Regions from separate parts of the Rattus norvegicus genome. Here region 2 is linked to region 1. Evidence: chromatin contacts called from public Hi-C data. All regions are on one chromosome and are shown on one strand. Each heading gives the region's core, a stretch centred on a gene start, on an enhancer-like site or on the middle of the called end of the contact. The rest is flanking DNA. Distances are from core to core; before and after follow the strand shown.

Region 1 (7,188 bases), core at 3,281-5,780:
TACCCCCCTACACATACAGAAGACTGCAGGCATGTGCCGTGGGGCCTCCTTATGGATTAGATGTAAATGAGGGAGCGTGACTATCCCAGCACGATTTTTTACAGACTCTTGAAATTTGAGTTTTGTATAATTTTTACATTGTAGCCAAATACATTTTCCTCGGCCATTTAAAAGTGTGAAAGCCGTTCTTAGCTCCGTCCGCAGAGCAAATGCCAATCTGAAAAGCAGAACACGGAAGGGCGCTGATGGACTGGGGCATTATTCCGTGTGCAGCTATGGTTCTCCGCTATGGATATTGGGCAAGGTCTAGATATATTTTGGGGGTTGTCCCTACTCGGGGTTTCTGATGGTAGCTGGTGGGTAGCAGTTGAGATGCGGTAGAACAGTCTATTCTGCACAAGGAACCACCACAGCAGAGAGTTAATTCATACAAATATCAGTCACCTACAGCCGAGTGCCCTGGTCTAAATGACATCATTGACCGAAGACCTCTAGTGCCCTGCTCCATGCTGAAGGCTTCCCTTTGTTCCCCCATGCCAGGATCACTCCTGAGCTCCAGGCCCCGCCAGACCCTCTCTCCGGACAGCTTCAGTGGTGGTCCATGTAGCCGCTGCCCATAGAGGTTTGCTCAGACTAGAGGCCTGGGTGGGCATTCTCCATGACTTCTCCCTCCTGGTCCCCAAATGATTCATTTCCCAGCTGCCTGCCCCCCCCCCACCAATCCCCGCAGTTGAAAGAAATAAAGTTGATCGTTGTGTCTTCCTAAAACTAGTCTCCCTCCTAGGGAGCGATGATGCCCAGGTCTAAGTAAGCAGGATAAATATATACTCATGGATGCAGCCTTAGATGGGCTCAAGGGGTACAGATCACCTCCTCAGAGCCAAGGGCACGCAGTGCAGTATGGGAGACTTGACCAGAGGCCAGTAGAAGTGGAAGGATTAGCCAAGGGATGGGCAACCTTGGCTCCAGAGGTACCACCTCCAGAGCTGTGCAGGACCAATGGCTCCTCCACACTCTAACCACACAAACCCCAGATCTGTGCTGCCTGACCAGTGTCCATCTCTCTGCTTAGCACCTCACCCTGGCCTGTCCCAGGACCCCTCAGACTTCTAATGCCCACCTTCTGCTCCCCAAATATACACCTCTTTTCAGGGCCACCACTTCTGGCTGTGCTAAGCCCCAAGCTGTCTCTAAGTCTCACCCTATCTCATCCTGAACCCACCGATCCCAGGGCTGTGGACAACTTCTGTGACTCCCTTAAATCTGGTCACTTTGTTCTCTCTCTATGGCTTAGCTAGGCCACTGTACCTTCTGCCTGAGTTACCAGCCAGTGTTCTAGCCATGCGTCCCTCCTCCTGTCCCCTGCCCTGTTTCTGTCCCCTCTGCTAACACTGTAGACCTCTGGTCTTTCCCACTCTTTCCCTGATGTCCTCAGAAATGTCTTTCCCGGGGAAGACTTCCTGAGCCTCCTCCTCCACACAGGTGACAAACGGGTAGGTGACAGCTCTGCCAGTCATCGCACCTCATCCTGTGCCCCATGCAGTCCACTTGGTGATGAGTGATGAGCTCCCATTGGCCGAGCTGAGCTTGCTGCACACTGGCTATGTCTTCATCGCTGGTTCCATTGTTCTAAGTGGTGTCTGCTTCATCCCTGCAGCGATCCACAGAGGAAGAGAGTATTGATGTGCCCACATTGCCAATCAGAAAGCTGAGACCCAGAGAGGCGGCCACTAAGTTGTGCAGCCTAAGTGAGTGGCAGAGTTAGGATTAGTATCCTATACTCTGCATTCCAGACATGAATCTGCTGGGCTCTGGTCCTCTTTATTGGATGGATGGATGGATGGATGGATGGATGGATGGATGATGGATGGGTGGATGGGTGAGTGGCTGGGTGGGTAGATGGATGAATGAGTGGGTTGATGGGTAGATGGATGAATGAATGGGCAGGTAGGTGGATGAGTGGATGGATGGATGGATGGATTGTTGAGTGGGTGGGTGGGTAGATGGATGAATGAGTGGGTGGATGGGTAGATGGATGAATGAATGGGCAGGTAGGTGGATGGATGGATGGATGGATTGTTGAGTTGGTGGTGGGTAGATGGATGAATGAATGTTTGGGCAGGTAGATGGATGAGTGGGTGGATAGGTGGGTGGGTGGATGAATGTATGGATACATTTTCCTACCTATGGAGGGGTGAAGGCAAGACCTTCCCTACCATAAGCCTCTTGATCACAGCTACTTTGGAATAGCTTTGCTCTAGGCAGTACAAGCTTCTCTCAGACCCAGTTTTCCAGTCTTCCAAGAGGGTCAGGTTAGTTAGGCACAAACCTAGCATGAACAGTGTGAAGAAACCCAGCCTTCACAGATACCAGAGGCTGGGAGAAACCAAATAGTTGGCCTCCAGACCACGAATAGTGAGATTCCTGCCAAGGACACTAGGGGAGCACTTGGGCAGACTTAAGGGAGCAGGGGGAAAGGGGGGGAAGAGGAGGACAGACGAGGGCCAGGGAGGAGGGGGAGGAGAGGAAGGTTGTGAGGTTTGTCTTGAGTTATCTGAGAAGTGGAGACAGGACTGAACAAGGTGTGTTCTACAGAGGGAGTGGCGATATGGGGGGGGGGATGAAGGCTGGTGAGGACAGGAAGGACAGCCCCATAGGCCTGCGAACAGATGAGCTTGACCAGAAGGATGTCTGGAAGAGGAGGGAGGACAAAGCAGACCCTGGGGGGAGTGGGCCAGGAAGTAGAAATACCAAGCTAAGCACCCTATCTCCTTGAGACACAGTCAGTTGAACACAGAAGGGTGGCACGGAGAACAAGAGCATTGGCAGGAGGATTATTCATCTGAGAAGATGCTCCCAGCTATGGTAGCACTGGCCCATTCTTACATTTCTACTCCACTAAGGGTTAGGCTCTAAAGCCAAACACATCTCCAGGTGCCAATTAAAGTCTCTTATCTCTGAGTCTTGGCAGAGTCTGCACCAAATCCCTTCTGAGGTCCCCAACTGGCCCCAGGCCCTTTTCTCAGCCCAGGCCTGTCTGCCCTCCTCCTGGGTGCCTGACACTCTTGAGGACAATACTAATTATGCCTTTACCACAGACCTATTATTCTCTGAACATTAACAGCGCATACTTGTCCCAGACCCAGCTGTCCCGACCAGTTTGTCCTCGGTTACGTCTAACCCATCAAGGAGCTGGCTGGGTTTTGTCACCCCAGGGAACAGCTCTCAGTCCAGCTTCTGCATTCTGCCACCATATCTCCTCCATCACAAGAAGGCCACGCCCCTGACTAGGATCCAGATAGCTATGGGCTCATGTTAATTTTTTTTTTTTTTTGAGACAGAGTCTCTCTATGTAGCCCTGGCTGTCCTGGAGATTAAAGTATAGATCAGGCTGGCCTCGGACTCAGAGATCCACCTGCCTCTACCCCCTGAATGCTGGAATTAAAGGCATGTACCACCATGCCCAGCTTTATGGGTTTTTTGTTTTGTTGTATTGTGTTTTTTGAGACAGAATTTCTCTGTGTAGCCCTGGCTCTCTTGGAACTCACTCTATTATCCAGGCTGGCCTCGAACTCAGAAACTCACCTGCCTCTGCCACCTGGCATTCTATGTTCATTTCGTTTGCTTGTTTGTTTTCAAGAATTATTTATTTATTTTATGTATATAAGTACACTATAGCTGTCTTCAGACACACCAGAAGAGGGCATCGGATCCCATTACAGATGGTTGTGAGCCACCATGTGGTTGCTGGGACTTGAACTCGGGACCTTTGGAAGAGCAGTCAGTGCTCCTAACCACTGAGCCATCTCTCCAGCCCTTTATGTTCATTCTTAAATGCAGCAAGAGAATTTTGATACATGGGAGAAATTAATTTAACAAAGTGTTTTGGTTTTTCTTTCTTTCTTTTTTTTTTTTAAATGGCATGCTCAGCGGCAGAGGAATGGCTCAGCGTGTGACTGCCTCTGCTCCTTGAGATCCTTGCTGGTCACTTTCACCCTGTCCTCCCATAGAGGACCCCTGCCATTGGAAGAACAGACTTGCAAGTGTTGATGCAGGCCTACTACAATGACTCTTGAAGGAGCTCCTTCCTGCTGGGCACAGGGAAAGGTGGACGGAATGGATTGGCCCACCAGATTATCTTCAGGCCCTAGCTTTAAACGAGGGGCCTCGAGGTATAGGGAGCCACTTCCTCTGTAGCAAATGGGTGAGGCTCCTCAGGTTTAAGACACAAGAAGTCATTATTCTATTGACAGCCACCTCTCCACATCTCTAGTGATTAAATCTATTTGTCTGGGGTTGTGAAAGGGACCGGCACACTCCTAAGGAGGCATCCTGCCTCTGAGCTACTGCATGGTGACAAGGGGGGGAATTCAGGAAGGGAGGAGGGACTCACAGAAGGTGTGCCTTAGCTAGTGCTCTTGCAACTCTAGACAGCAGCATAGCCACCACCAACCCCCACCCCCCTACCCCCAAGGAAGCTTACTCCATAAGAGGAAAGGACAGTTTCGCAAGTGAGGCTGGACCTGGTGAGCTGCCCATCGGTCCCTGGCACAGCCCTGGGCCTGTTAGGAAATCAGGGAGACATTGTGTCTCCCGGGCAGGCGCCGCTTCTCACTTGCCCCGATCATGCTCACTTCAGGCGCTGGCTCCAGAGCCAGGCTGGCAGCTGGGCAGGTGGCTGGGTGCCCTCTTGCCATAGGCCTGGTGCCCAGGAAGCTACAACTACAGCTTGGAAAGTGTCCCTCCTTTGGGTCCCATGGCAAGGCCAGGGGGCTACGAGGGGCCAAACGAGCAGGAGGGCAGCAGAATACTCGTTGCGAAGAATTCCAGACTGTTTCCTCCAGAGGTTGAGCGCCAACACCCTCTTGTCCTTTCCGGTCAAGTGGGGATTCCTCTAGACACACACAAAAGAAAACCCCACCCAAGATGCCCAGCTCCCTCCCACCCTGACTTGAAGGGGAAGGCCCGCCTCTGGTTCCGTAACTAGCTTGTCATCTTCCCTAGAGCCGTGAAGGTGCACAGAGCTAATATTTTAATACTGTGTGTTTGCACCGGCAAAAGAGTCTGGGTGCTTGTTATCCTGGGGGCTGCTCTTCATCAAACGAGATGTTTCTTAGCGGAGACAGCCATGGGAATGAGGCCCAAGGTCAATAATGAAAGAGTCTAGGTCCAAATGGGAGCACTAGAAATGACAGTAAGTGAGCCAGGAGGCTGTGAACAAAGGCAGGCACAGCACCTCCCCTGCTCACTTGGGGATGAAGCCCGTGAGGTAGGCACACCTTTCTGAGGATCTTCCCCATTCCTTAGGCTGTGGAAACACAGCCAGCATAGAACAGTGCAAAGCCCCTGAAGGTCTGTGATCACTGTCCAGCTCCTAGAGGAGTGAACTGTGGGAGCTCACACTGTGAACAACAACACCAAGTGCCTGCCTAGCCTTGCAGCGATCCCCTGCACCATGGCCCACTTCACAGCGGCAGTCTACCCAAATCGTTCAGACTTGCTGCTTGGGGATGTTCCTCAGAGGCAGAGGACTGGCCCTGATTGACTCCTCAAGGTCTTATTTCAACCGAGCAGTCCCCTCATTCTACAGGCGGGTTGCTATGGGAACTATAACCTTGAATTTCCTGGCTCTGGGGCTGTGAAAATCACAACCTGAACCTTCCGGTGAAGTGGGTTTTTCGATTAATTTCCTGTTTGATTGTTTACTTTAGAGAGTGGAAAATGCCTTCGCAGCAGCTTGGTCCCTTTACCCAGAGGCTGTCACACCCTCCCTGCAAAACCAGCAAGGTCAAGTCCAGGCCTTGGGTGGGTGGAGGGATGGGGGTGAGCAGGGGCCAGGGCAGGGAGGAGGCCCAGCTAGGGGCAGAAGGCAGCCTGACCCCCTCTTCTGCCCTGCTTTCCTCCTTGCTCTTCCCAGGACCCCAGCATGATGAGACAGACCTAGGAGTTCCCACTCTGCCCTTAGTTGGGGAGCCTGGCCACCCACCCAGAGCCCCAGGCCTGGCCCCCAGCCAGCCTTAACCCTCCCTGACTCAGAGAACTATTCGGTGCTGAGTCAGACACAGGCCACAGTTATTCCACTCCTTCAGAGGGTAATGTGAGGGGTGATAGTCAGGAATGGCCCCTGTGCCCGGCTCCCTAAACCGAGCTGCCTTGCAGGCAGCTGGGAGAATGTCTGTCTTGTTACCTTTCTTTTATTTGCTGTAGCGGAGAGCAGTATGTGATATGTCAGCTGCCGTAACCCCATCCCAATTCTGCTCTCTCTCTTGGGTGGGGATGGGCTTGGGTGGGGGAGTGGGCAGGCAGACTCAGGTGAGGCCCAAGTTACAGCCATCTTCCTCTCCTTCGATGAGAAGCACCCCGTGATGGGTAGGGTTGGAGCATTGGCAGCCCAGGCCTTCCTCCCCATCTGCATACTCACCCTCAGAGAGAGAAGCAGGAGCTCTGTGCCTGCTTTATTAGTGGTGATGCTGAACCCAGGGCAGAAGAATTGCCTTGTCTTCGTGGCCCTGTAAAGTACTATCCAACGCAGGACAGTTTGAGGAAGTGCTGTTACGAGCTGGAGAGATGGCTCAGCCGTTAAAGGCTAGGCTCACAACCAAAAATATAAGAGGAAGTGCTGTTACTAATAGTTTCCAAAGGACAGGTAGAACCTGAGAGTCTCCCAAGCAAACCAGGTAAACAGTCACCTACCCTTACCCTGCCCAACTCACAGGGTAACAGTAGCCAAACCTCACTGACTGAAACCAGACTAGATCTAGGTTCGAATCCCATCTTCCCACTATTGAGTTCTCTTGGGAAAGTTATGTTGCTTCTCGCCTGTGTCTGTGCTGCCCCTCGAGCATGAGAAATTACTATAGTATCTAACAGGGACCGGGGAGGGAGGGAGATTTAAAACTGCACACAAATCGCACCTAAAACAAGCACGAGAATGTGAAGTCAGTAACAGGTGAGAAGCCCAAAGGTGCTGTCCAGCACTCAGGAGCCCCCTGTGTGTGTGTGGGGGGAATGGAACCACCTCCAGTCTCTCCTGTCCACCCTTAAAGCAAGATGGGTGGGTGCTAGGGTAACTCAAAACAGTAATGACAAGCAGCTTCTATCAAAAACTGGGATATACTCTACAGGCAAATCTGGGAGGCTTTGACAGCAGACGTGACTGACCCCAGGGTCCTGGGAATTCACAGCTGC
Region 2 (7,188 bases), core at 1,989-4,488, 56 kb before region 1:
GCAAGGCGGGCCTCACTTGCCTACAGTCGCCCCTCCCCCCTGCACTTGGCACCCTGAACTTGTCCCACATGGGTTGAAACCATGTGACGATGACTCTGGCACCCCAAGACTCCATCACAAAACCTTAGACTGAGCGTGGATCAAACCCTCCATCAAGGGCCGTGGGGACCACCAGGGCAAGCTAGTATCTCATTTATTTGTAGGGTTCCAGGAAGCCACAGGCAGGTCACAGAGATCCCAGGCAGCCTAAGCAGACGGTGTAACAAGGGTCTGGTTCCCCAGGGACAGTGTTTGCCCAGAGATACCATTGGGCGTAGGGAGCCCAGTTGCCCTCAGGGACCAGAACACTAATGAGCTCAACCCCTGGAGGCTGCATATTTCTAGCACAGGCAGGTCGGTCTGTCTAGCACTCCTTGTTCTTCCCAGACAGCGGGAGGAGGTGTGAGGACAGGCCTGGCTGTCAGCAGTCCTCCCACACTGTGACAGGAATGGACAGGAATCTCAGAGATGAGGAACAGGCATGGGGCCTTGGGATAAGACAGACCACAGCTCCCCAGGCCTCCCCACCTTGAGAAGGGGTGGTTTAGGAGAGAGGGTGTGGGAGGGCTTCTTCTAGAGTGGGAACTCCTTGCCGTAGGCTCCACTCTCTTCAGGCCCTGGGTAGCCCTAGCCAGCACTGCCCTCCTGTACAAACCACAGAGCTGACAGGCCTTAGGCTCCCAGTGCTGGGCAGCGGCGAGACTCCTGCACTTTGATGCCCCAGTTTATGCCTGGGTCTGTGTTTGATCACTGTGTGGTGTGGAACCCTCTAGTGGGAGACTCTCGAGTTATTCAGCTGCCCGCCTTGTTAGGCTGGTCCTAAAGCAGAGGACAGGAAGACTTGAAATCCCGAAGTTCTAGAAAAAGTATTCTGAGTGTCACAGCAGCCAGTCAGTATGGTGACTCAGAGCCAGTCTTTTAAAGAACTCAAGGAGCCAAGCAGGAGGATGGATGAAATTGCTTCATCTGCAGAGCCCTTAGTAATTCAGATACAAGTGTCTGCTGTTTGCCGGACCGAGCTCACACTGATACTTCTTAGCTCTGTGGCCCAGGGCAAACGGTTTTCCTTCTTCTCTGGATCTCACTTGGGTAGAGGAGGTTTGAACCATGGGTGTGTCAGCCTAACAACAACGAACCCATGTCCTAAGTGCCTGCATTACAGAGGTAGAGAGGAAAACCCAGCAAAGCCAGAAACAAGCAAAACCACACAGCTAGTAGAAACAGTAGGAACTAGAGCCCGTTCCTGTCCTGCTGTCTTAGAATGCACTGTCAACTGAGCACCCATGGCCAGAAACACATTTAGGGGTCAGTGAGGTTCAGTGAGGTCTGGTGAGGCCAGGTATTGGCAGAAGATAGGTAGGTGGCCAAAAAAGGAGACAAGAGGCAGATAGAGATGACAGAGTGGTTCAGAGCTCACAAACTAAACAGTGGCCATGTGTTCTCTGTCATTCCGAGAACTAAGAATATGGGACCACTCTTGACTGAAGCTCAGTGTGGGGTTGGGGGTCTGAGCCTTCGTTCCCTATCTTCCTGGAAAGCAAGAAGGGTTCTCTCTCTCTCTCTCTCTCTCTCTCTCTCTCTCTCTCTCTCTCTCCCTCCCTCCCTCCCTCCCTCCCTCTCTCTCTCTCTCTCTCTCTCTCTCTCTCTCTCTCTGAACAGGCAGCGAGCTGACCCGGCTGGGCCTTACCTCCTTTCTGTATGGTTCACGAAGGCAAGAAAAAGAAATGGTGGATTCATTGGGCTGTCCCTTTTCTGGCAGGGATGTGGGGGGGCTAGAGGCTGAAGCTGGATCGCTCTGGATGGCAGGGAGGGTCTGCAGGTAGCTGGGGTACTCTTGTGTCTTTGAGCAGCCTGAATAGTTAGGGCACATCAAGTCTGCAGAAGGCCCGAGGAGGCAGATAATTCCCTCAGAGGACCCTGTTCCTTTTGTTACCAGCTTGTACACATCTTTAACGACTCTCTTCCCAAGCCCCCAAGGCTAAGCCTATACTGTAAGACGAACTAGAGACAGTCAGTCAGACGGACAGACAGCAAGAACTGTGCACCCTTAATGATTGGAGGCCATTGGGGTATTCACACAAGCAGCCTGAGCTGCCCAGACAAAGAGCTGCCTTGTCCAAAGCTGTGGCCCTGCCTTTTATTTTTTTTTTTTTACAACCCCCACTGCTATGCGATTTGTCGTGACCTCGTACATCGAGGTGGCCGTGGCTGCATTTCAGAAGGATGTTAAGTGGCTCGGGGCTCAAAACTGGGAAGATCAGAAGGGGTTTTACTCGAGGGTGAGGGATGCTACACATTACACACACACACACACACACACACACACCTCAGTAGCCTTCACTTGTTAGCATATATCTTCTCCCTGTAAACTTGGCCGCCCACCACAGACACCTTGGCTCCTCTGCCTGATAAAGGGGAAGTTCTCGTGCCGGGCACTTGAGCATACACTGATATGGGGTGCGGGTCTTGCTGCCGGCTCCCCATGCTTCCTCTCCCTGTCCAGACAGAAGGGGCAGTGGGAGCTGGTTGATAGGAAAGTCCCAGAGGGGCAAACTGGCCAGGGGCCAGCTCAGCTTGAGAAGCATCTATTGAGCTCCCTGTGTATGACTGGGGACAGAGTACTCTGTAGGACCCAAGAAAGGAGGGACGTTCAAGCCAGCAACCCTTCCATGATCCTGTTCCCTCTGTGATCCCACCCCTCCACTGTCTGGCCCGGTTTTCCTACACTTAGATCTCAGAAAGCCAAGCAGCCAAAAAAAAAAAAAAAAAAAAAAAAAAATGCTCCCTAGGGGAAGTCACTAAAGGCAAACCCACCCTGTCATGAAGTTCCTTTTCTCTTTCTTGCTGTCAGTCTCCCCAGTCAGTGACCCTAAAGGGCTCGCTTGCAAAAGTTTGTTCTCTGGACTTTGTGTTTTCCCCATCTGCTCTACCGTCCTAGCTCCTGCTGGCTCAGACCCCAGCGCCAGCCCCTGTCTGTCCCTGCAAACACAAGTCAGCTGTGTGTGCAGACAAAGCTCAAAACTCCGTGGGGGCTGGGCCAAGCAGAAGGGACATTTCCAGGGAACTCTGGGGGCAATGGCTGGGAGGGCAGAGGCAACCGTCTGATTAGCAGGGACTCGGCGGCACAGTCTAAGGCAGAGAGGGTGCGGGGGCCTTGGCTGGTCCCCAGGGGCCAGTGGCTGTGGGTGGTGACCAGGGGAGGCAGCCAGGCTGGAAGAAATCGGCTGTTTGAGAAGTGGAGGAAACCGGCTGGAGCGGAGAGATAACAGCGTGTTCTCTGTGTGTCTGTGTGCGTCTGCGTCTGCCGGCGAGGGCGACTGGAGCCAGGCGGTCTGAGGCCGTATCTAGTGAGATTTTTGTCCTGGGTTGTGAAAGTGACCCATGGAGCCAGCAGCAGGGTTCAGGGCCTGGGAGAGAGGACACGTGTCCCTGGCCTCCTCCCCATGTCTTGTGCTGGTCTCCCCCTTGCTCCCTTGGTCAAAGAGTAGAAGGCAGGGGAGGGGGAGGTTGGCAGGGGTGGGCAGCATCCTTAATACAGAGGAAATGGTAAAAAAAAAAAAAAAAAAAAAAGGCCCAGCTTTCAGCTTGATTGAGCCACTCGTTTGACGTATGAACTTGAATACTTCCCCTAATATTTCTGGCTGTCGCGGTCTCCTTGACTATAAAATGGGATTATTTATACCTTCCCCTGCATTGCCCACCAGGTGGTTGGAAAGTTCTTACGAAATAAGGGTGTGAAAATGGTTGGTAAATGGTAGAGTGCCACATGCAAAAACTCAAAATGATGGGCACAGCTATCTCCCCTGGTCTGCTTAGGGAAGACTTGGTCAGAGCACCTTGCCATGGGAGGCAGAGGAGGGAGTGCCAGATATGGACCCTGAGGCTCCCAAGAAGGTGACTCCATCAGTAACGAGGCAGGAAGGGATTTCTCCCTGGGTGGGAGGCTCGTTCCTAGGTCGTCCTCCCAGGGAGCAGGTGGCCTGGGTTGAGCATGGACTCCTCCAGGGAGACAAGAAAGCTGAACAAAGACTCACCCGTGGTAGCCAGGGGTCTGCCTGCCCGGGAGACAAATGACAACTGCTCAGAAATGTGGGGAAGCACCTTGCTTTGCTCCCTTAAGCCTCAACTGCCAGGTCACCTTCTCGCTCCACCATGTCCCCGACCTGGAAAGCAGCCAGATGATCTGGAAACTCAGAAGGAGCTGGCAAGAGTGACAAGACTGTGAGTCTATGAGTCTGAGAGAAGCTGAGCTATTTAAAGCATGCAGCGTGGGGCGAGGGGGGAGGGGGGCTGAGTGCCACCTACCCCAGGGGCCTCGCAATAGCTTGCCCTTCCTTGGCCCAGATCCTGTACCACAGGGCATCCACAGGAACATGGGTCAGATGTCCGGGCTCCGAGAAGCTGCAGCTGATATGGCATGAAAGGGCAGCTCAGCCTGGCCTAGGGTTTGGGTCCTTTCTTCTGATCCTCCAGGCTGAACTGATCCAACCACATAGGCGCCTTGGTCTCCTGTGCCTTGTAAAGAAGGCTGGTACTTAGATTCCTGAAGAGGAGTCTAATCCTGCAGTCCCAAATAGAGAGGGGCAGTGGGCAGGAGCAGGAACTTTGCCTGGTTGCCACTTCCTGTTTCTGGGTCAGATTTTGTAACACACTCCAGGTTAATATAATATCATGTACATACACGCACACACACACATACACACACATATGTATATATGTATGGTTATATAATATCACGTAATACATGCACACACGCATATAACACACACATACAACATACACATGTATGTATGTATAGTTAATATAATATGTACATACACTCACACACATTGTATGTATGTATGTATGGTTAATATAATGTCACATACATATACTCACACACATGTATGTATGTATGTTTGTATGTATGGTTAATATAATATCACATACATACACTCACACACATGTATGTATGTATGTATGAACGTATGTATGAATGTTTGTATGTATGTATATGTATTTGATGGCCACTGTCTGGAGTTTTAAGTCCTTAGTCGATATTTTCTCTCTGCAAGTGGCCTTGTCAAATACAAAGTACCACTCGGCCACCCAGGCAGGACCAGCTGAGGGTACCTTAGCAGAGGGCTTTCCACAATCAGCATACAGACCTAAGCTGTTCTTAGGAGAAGTGTACAGAAGTTCACTCATTGCTCTTTCTGGGCAGGGTTGGCCTTTGCTGAGACAACAGGTCTCCTACTGTCTTGGCACTTAACAGCCTTTCTTCTGTGGAGTGATGGATGGACATTTTAAAAGACATTCTTAACACAGTAGAGTCTTGGCAACTCTCAATGTATCAGCCCAAGGAATCATGGAACTTGGGATTCTCGTTCCCAGAACAGCAATTTCCCCATACTCTGCTATCCAGGGCAGGATGGGGCAGGATGCAGCCAGGGGTGCTAGGGTCTGGGCCCCAAAACCCAAGGAAGGCTGTGTGCCCCGGCCCGGTGGTAATTCCAGCTCCGGAGCTAGGATCTCTGCCCAGCCCCACCCCCTGTTCTCTTAGCATGTGGCTTGGGAATCAGCATAACCACTGCATGCGGCATCCTTCATGCTGCTACCGTGCATGCAGTCCCGGGGACCCCAGAGGTGCTATCCATGCTGCTCCTAGTAGCACATGACATGATGACCTCAGAGGTGACATCCTCATATCCATGTCCCTGTGTTCTGCTACCCACATTAGCCAGCTGGCCCCACACAAAAACTCCGCTGGTCTCACCTCGCCTGGCTAATGTACTAACGGACAGCCTTATCCACACGGACGTGTGCCCATTTATCAGGCCAGCACCACTGTGTGGCAGGCAGCATCCTAGTAAGAAACGAAAAGATCTTCTCCCACCCCTGAGGCCTTATAATCTTACGGGACGAGGATACAGAAAGACAAAGCCACTGAGCAGTGTTACAGAGGCATGTGTGAGCGACTCTGAGGATCTCACGGAGACAGAAGGTGACTCACGAGGCGGGTTCTCAGAGATAAGGTGGCTGGTAGTCGGCACCAAATGGAGGGTGCCAAGAACCTATGTGGGAGCCCAGCAACTAAGCACAGTGCTCTTGGGCAGAGGTGGCCAAGCTGAGGGGCCAGAGTCAGGCTGAGAGGATCATTTGCCCTACCAAACAGCAGGAATTAGACCTTTAGGACCCTCCCTGGGCCACTGGCAAAGAGTGTATAATGTGTGACTGACATTAACCAATCTTCCTCTGTGGTAGAATGGAAAGCTAGATAAGGGCTGCTGCCTCCTCTACACATAAGACGTTGCCAGAGGGAACCTGCAAGAACCAGGGTAGGCATAAGCCGCCTCCAACTGAGCAGTGACAGTAGAACCATCCCCAAGGACTCCATTACCATCTGAGAAAGTAGGTAAAGGACCATGACAAAGAAAGGACACCAAGCCAAAGTCACCTAGTCAGGGGACCGAGGTCAGGGATCTACCCAGGAGTGGCAGACTCTGAGTAACTGGTTTTAGGTGAGAAGCCACAAAAGGGTATTGGGAGGTTCCCAGCTCTGGTGTCCGTGGGATCTCTTCTTTGGACATGCACAGACAGCACTCTGAGTGGCAGGACCCGTGGGCAGAGTGGTCACGTACACCTGTGCATGTCTCCTGGGCTCAAGGAGGACACGTTCAGCCTGAGACTTTTATACAGGTCAGTCCCCATGACAAGTGGTCCAGGATCTGAGGGTGAGGATGCTGGGTCTGGAGAGCGGGAATCGCTTGTATGAGGTCCTCCAGAGTCCCTTATGCTTGTCCCCGAACACATCACTCTTCCTCCCTTGCAGGACTGGGTACACCTGGGCATATACTTTATTCCATCATGACCAGAGCAATGCAGCCAGTAAGGAGCCAGCTAGGACAGAGAACCTATGAGGACAAAGGGAAGTCCTGACAGAAAGGCCTCCCCTGCAGCCTGCAGCCCAACCTCCCATGGCAAAACTGGTTCCCACCCTGGGGAATAGAGGGTCGTTTGCCTCTGCTTCAGACGGCCTTTGGACTCTCCGAGCCTAGCAGGGAACAGTGCGAAGGGTCTGGACCGTAGCCACATTCCCGCATAGGTTCAGGTCATAACTCTGCCGCTATAGTGTCCTGTTCTGTCTGTACCAGGGCCCTTCACCTGCTT

Evidence for each region. A called contact is a pair of places that touch in the nucleus more often than the background predicts.
Region 2: a Hi-C map of liver shows a contact between it and region 1, with 3 times the contacts expected there. The contact joins two enhancer-like sites. A contact is called at or near these places in 4 of 12 Hi-C or Micro-C datasets (the A7r5 cell line, kidney, liver and 1 more).

The regions. Positions count from the first base shown.
Region 1 is chr18:71,345,858-71,353,045 of GRCr8, reverse strand. All of the region lies in intron 11 of Ctif (cap binding complex dependent translation initiation factor), which reads left to right. Among named protein-coding and RNA genes, the nearest start is that of Smad7, 86 kb to the right of the region's middle. Within about 2 kb of position 4,530, at least 46 of the 93 cell types and tissues checked have an H3K27ac peak or open chromatin away from gene starts, as enhancers often do. A contact at or near this core is called in liver, where this site is marked.
Region 2 is chr18:71,400,996-71,408,183 of GRCr8, reverse strand. The region is part of intron 10 of Ctif (cap binding complex dependent translation initiation factor); the gene reads left to right. Among named protein-coding and RNA genes, the nearest start is that of Smad7, 140 kb to the right of the region's middle. Within about 2 kb of position 3,238, at least 54 of the 93 cell types and tissues checked have an H3K27ac peak or open chromatin away from gene starts, as enhancers often do. A contact at or near this core is called in liver, where this site is marked.